Linked DNA regions of Macaca mulatta: region 2 is linked to region 1. The links are chromatin contacts, called in public Micro-C maps. All regions are on one chromosome and are shown on one strand. Each heading gives the region's core, a stretch centred on a gene start, on an enhancer-like site or on the middle of the called end of the contact. The rest is flanking DNA. Distances are from core to core; before and after follow the strand shown.

Evidence for each region. Hi-C and Micro-C count contacts between places; a contact is called where the count stands out from the background.
Region 2: a contact with region 1 is called in a Micro-C map of CD4 T cells, with 20 times the contacts expected there. The contact joins two enhancer-like sites. A contact is called at or near these places in 3 of 14 Hi-C or Micro-C datasets (CD4 T cells, blood and fibroblasts).

Annotation. Positions count from the first base shown.
Region 1 is chr13:21,603,385-21,606,142 of T2T-MMU8v2.0, forward strand. All of the region lies in intron 1 of LOC106993126 (a long non-coding RNA gene), which reads right to left. Among named protein-coding and RNA genes, the nearest start is that of BCL2L11, 370 kb to the left of the region's middle. Within about 2 kb of position 1,442, at least 6 of the 40 cell types and tissues checked have an H3K27ac peak or open chromatin away from gene starts, as enhancers often do. A contact at or near this core is called in CD4 T cells and blood, where this site is marked.
Region 2 is chr13:21,818,296-21,821,009 of T2T-MMU8v2.0, forward strand. No RefSeq gene overlaps it. Among named protein-coding and RNA genes, the nearest start is that of ANAPC1, 200 kb to the right of the region's middle. Within about 2 kb of position 1,451, at least 13 of the 40 cell types and tissues checked have an H3K27ac peak or open chromatin away from gene starts, as enhancers often do. A contact at or near this core is called in CD4 T cells and blood, where this site is marked.

The DNA.
Region 1 (2,758 bases), core at 192-2,691:
TCCAGCCTGGGTGAGAGTGAGACCCTGTCTCAAACAAAATGAAACAACAACAACAACAAAAAAAACCCATTTTGATAGATTTTGTGGAAAATAAGGAAGAGAAGAAAAAGGCCCATTCTTTTTTGTTTATACCATATTTGCATAAAGAAACTCTGAAAAGACATATAAGAAACTAAGAAAAGGGTTGTGGAGGGAACTGGATGGGAGATGGGGATGGGTGTGTGTTTTTCACTGGATACCTTTTTATTCAGTTTCATTTTTGAATCCTATTCAGAAAAATTAGAGCTGGAAATCCTATTCCCTCATTTACCACATTTACAGGGTGAAAGAGAAATTCTGTATCCTCATCTCAAGAGATGCTGAAAAGCATCCGTGGAAGGTTGGCACCACCTGTCATGAGCGCCTTTTTCCAGATGAGTACCTACAGCACCTGCCTGGGCAAAAGAGTTCCCCAGGACTCATCGCAGAGCTTCCGGCTGGATTCCCGGAGGCCATGGAGAATTGCCAGGGTCGGGGTTACAAAGAAAGATGCCCTCCCTTGGAAATAATTTGTTTGAAGTCTCCTAATCTGCAAGTGGTCTTAGAAAGTAGGATCCAGCAGACCTGGATGTGTGCAAGCTATTGGAGATTCGTGGTTTCTTGGATGACGCTGGAAATTCCACCTCTACCTCAAGCTGTGCACCCTCAAATCTCAAAAGCCTCAGTTTACTCATCTGCAACATGAGGTAAGAGTGCCTAACCCCCATAGGATGGGAACGATCATGTTAAAAGACATACATTCTCCAATCCCTTCTGCTTCCAGGAGGCCCTTCAGAATAACATTGATTCACTACACACAGTGTAAGCAACATGACTGATCTCTCATAAGTCCTGCAATTAGAACCTCAAACATAAGAATCAAAGAATGCCACTTTTGCAGCAGTAGAAGACTAAGAAATTGTAATAATCCTTTGAATCCGTTTGCTCAGATTACTCCCAGATTACTCTGGGACTGTTTTCTGACATATGAAGAACAGTTTCTATTTCAATAGGGTGTCCATTGCCTGCCACCACCTTTTCATTTTCACAGAGAAGGGTTGAAATTAGAATTGAGAGATTCTGATAATTCTGGCAAGCTAAGGGCAGGTGGGGGTGACGATGGGCTGACAGCGGCTGCATTACTCTAAGGGGCAGGGAAGGACTTGGGGGCAGCACTTGTTCCCCTCTCCAGTGGCGTTCCTGTTTTGTCCAAGTGCCCCTCTGATGAACCCAGTGGGTGAACACAGAGCAGGTGACACACACTTTGGACAGGTGAGACAGTCGGCGGGTGAGTCACCTCCTTACCAGGAACCTGTGGTGTGCAGTCACCTCTCCTGCGGCTGGGTGGCAGTCTGTACTCATTCTGTGTCTTACCTCTTCCCTCCTGCGCATGACTCTGAGCAGGCACTTCTGGGGACTTCAAAGAGACTGTTATATGCAGATGAGATGAGCCATGTGCCTGTCAGGCCCGGCTCAGCAGGGCCAGCTTGAAAGGCATGTCTGAATTGAATCAAATGCATCCACCCCACAAACTGAGGATGTGACTATGTATAAACAATGGAAATTACAATCATCGACAGCCGAGCGTTTACGTGCTCTGGATGTTGGAGGTAACTTACAGCCAGTATCTAATTCACAGCTGCCCTGAAGTTAGCTAACCTCACCAAAAGTTCTCCGTGCTTGAGGATGCAGTAAAGAGAGAACAACAGAGAAGGATGGGTATCCATCAGGAGAAGCCTGGCTGAGCGTCTAAATCATCCCCACCCGCTCCATTCGTCTGTGGGATCGCTATCACATATTTGATCATATGATACATTTCATAACTCCCTTTACCCCCATCAGTGAAACTTGTGCAGCAAGGGGAGATATTCGTGTTCAATGCGGTGTCCGAGAGCACTGGGATAGTGGCAGCAGTGAAGACAATCGCTAGTGGATGTCACAGGTCTCTGCTCTTGGTCTTCACTGATCCAAGTGGTCTTCTGGTGAAGATGCAAAGGGGATACCACTCCAAGTTATAGACGATATGGAGCTTCATGTTTTATATGAGAGAATAATGGGCTAAATCTAAAAGGCAACACCAAGGATAATGTAAACTTCTACTTTGGTTAAAGTTTTTTTAAAAACTCACCACCTCATATGCAGAATGATCCCAGCACTTTGAGAGGCAGAGGTGGGAGGATCACTGGAGGACAGGAGTTTGAGACTAGCCTGGACAACATAGTGAGACCCCCATCTCTACCAAAAAAATATTTTAAAATTAGCCAGGCATGGTGCCACATGTCTGTAGTCTCAGCTTTTCAGGAGTCTGAGGTCAAGGGTCACTTGAGCTCAGAAGTTCAAGGCTGCAGTGAGCTATGATTGCTTCACTGTACTCCAGCCTGAGCGACAGAGTGAGATCTTGTCTCTAAAAGATATATATATATACACATACACACACGCACATACACATACACACACACACACACACACATTTAGAGACATGTGACTTTGCAGCACGTTTCCACACAGGGACGCAGGGAGGTCAGCTGGCTGCGAGTGCCGTGCCTGGGTCCAACAGATGGATATGGTTGCCAAAAACCAGACAAGGGAGGTCACTGTGCCCACGTGAAGAGGGACATTGGAAAGTTGCCAAGTAGATGCTGTGGAAGGCAGCACAAGGTCAAGGGTAGCTGAACACCTCAGCACATAAAGAATCTTTCCAGGAACGATGAGAAGAAGGAAGAGCTTGAACACAAGTGGT
Region 2 (2,714 bases), core at 201-2,700, 210 kb after region 1:
AAGGTCATATATTGTGTGATTCCATTTACATAACATATAGACATAGAGAAGAGATTAGTGGTTACCGGGGGTGGGGGATGATGGGGGCGGAGGGAGTGTGACTGCAGAGGGGAAGCACAGGGTCCCTTTGTGGTGATGAAACAGTTCTGTGTCCTGATTGCGGTAGTGGTTTCGGGGCTCTCCACGTGTAATAAAATGTCATAAAACTATATACACACAATATACCAATGCCAGCTTCCTGGTTTGGGTACTGTACTCTAATTACGTAAGATATGACCAATGAGGGAACCTGGGTGGAGGGTGCCCAGGACCTGTCTGTACTATGTTTACAACTTCATGTGAGTCTATAATTATTTAAAAATAAAAATTTTAAAAAACAGGAAGATACACAGCAGAGAGTCACTGTACACATTTTCAACAATAAACATGTATATCTCCTGAAGAAAAACAAGCCTTTTTTTTTCCCCTTTTCCTCTTAACAAGGATGTATATAACTTTTCCCTTGGAAGGAACTTAGACACACACCAATTTAACCCCGCGATGCCTATCAGTAACTGTTGGAGGAAGTGAGACAGGGCCTCTGGGTGCAAGAATTAGGTTGTCCCCAGCCTGAATGCCAAGAAACTCCTGTGGCAGCCACGCCCCCAGGGTGTCAGGCCCCTGAAGGGAAGTCTGGGTTCCTCTTTCTTTCGTTAGGTGATCCTGGGAGAGGTCACGGGACAGCGGGGCTGGGAAAATGGCACATGGAAAACGGTCACTTCAGAACCAGACGGTGTTCTTTTCCATCTCCTCACGGTCTTAAGACAAACCACTTTCCCTCCTTTTCAGTTCTGTCTGAACCAGTAGTTACAAATAGATAAACACCACTCTTTGCAAAGGCCACATAGATCTGTATTAATAGAGTCTAACCATATTAAGTACACAGAGATGAAAGATCTTTCCCAAAGCAAGTTATTGATAACTATTAGGGTTGACAACTGAAAGATGCATTTGCAATTTATTTTTGAAGCCACATAGATTCATTTCAGCGGACCTCTAGTTACGGGACTAGACCACTTTCAAGTTGCCTTTCAAATGGTACTGTAAAATTAAAATTTAAAGACCGTGTAGAGGTGACTTTAAGGGACCGACCCTCAAGGAACTGCCAAACAAGAGCTCGGCAGCCAACACTCTTTAGTGAAAAGGGTAGGACAGTTTGGAGTTGGCTCCTGGGAAAATGGTCCACATGATGACCTTTGCACGGGTGCTGCCCTGTCCTGTTCCCAGCAGCCTCGCCCCTTTGCTTGCCTGGCTGCCTCCTCCCCCTCCTCTGACCCTGTCAGTCAGGCGTTAACTGACCTTCCCAGGACTCGGCACCTTCTACAGGAGCTTCCCTCCCTTCTCCCCCTCCATGGTAATAAGTCAGCAGGGTTTGGTTGGCTCCACTTCCTGCCTGTGGTTATTATAGCTGAGTCATCAGGCCATCCTGGGTACACAGTTCACAGTCTTGATGCAATTCACTTCACATTAGATCATATTTCTCTCTGTCATTAAATATTCTTGGAAAACATGATTTTCAATGGCTGCGAATATTGCCAGGACCATCTGCTTGCCGGATGCTGGTGTGTGAGCTGGCAGAACCTCCGTGTGAGCCGGGTCTCTGATCCATACGTGGAGAACGCACACCCACGTGTGGCCATTTGCTGGTATTCCGTCACTCACTACGTCCCCAGCAGAGCTACTGCTCTGAGTCTAGGCATCTAAATATCAAAACATGATAGACACACACACACACACACACATACACAGCCCTACAACAAACGTTACTGTGATCCTTTCTTATTTAAAGAAGAAATTTACTTTCTTTTCCACCTGAACAGTGATAGACAGCCACCATGCAAGTTCAAGGAGATAATATTAAAGAATTATTGGATCACAGATGTTTTGAAATAATTATGTTCACCATACATAAGATTCATTCAATAGGCACTAGATGCCCAAAACACATAACAATCTAAAAGCTTTAAAATAAGGCAGTTTAGGCCGGGTGAGGTGGCTCACACCTGTAATTCCAGCACTTTGGGAGGCTGAGGCAGGTGCGGTGGATCACGAGGTCAGGAGATCAAGACCATCCTGGCTAATATGGTGCCTGTAGACCCAGCTACTTGGGAGGCTTTAACTCGGGAGGCAGAGGTCTCAGTGAGCTGAGATAGTGCCACTGCACTCCAGCCTGGGTGACACAGCAAGACTCCATCTAAAAAGTAATAATAATAAATAGAATAAGGCAGTTTTCTATCTATTTGAATAGATACTGTAATGTTCAAATTATTACCACAGAGTTCCTTACCTCTTGGGAACTCGAGCTGGTAAGGGTGAGGTGGACTTTTATAAACCCTCAGGGCAGTGGCTAGATGGAGACTTTCTTCACACAGTCCATCTTCTGGACTAAAGAAGAGAGGCTGGGTGCAGTGGCTCATACCTGTAATCCCAGCACTTTGGGAGGCCAAGGTGGGTGGAGCACCTGAGGTCAGGAGTTTGAGACCAGCCTGACCAACATGGTGAAACCCCGTCTCTACTAAAAATACAAAAAAGTTAGCTGGGTGTGGTGGTGGGCGCCTATAATCCCAGTTATTCGGGAGGCTGAGACAGGAGAATCACTTGAACCCGGGAGGCAGAGGTTGCACTGAGCAGAGATCATGCCACTGCACTCCAGCCTGGACAACAGAGTGAGACTC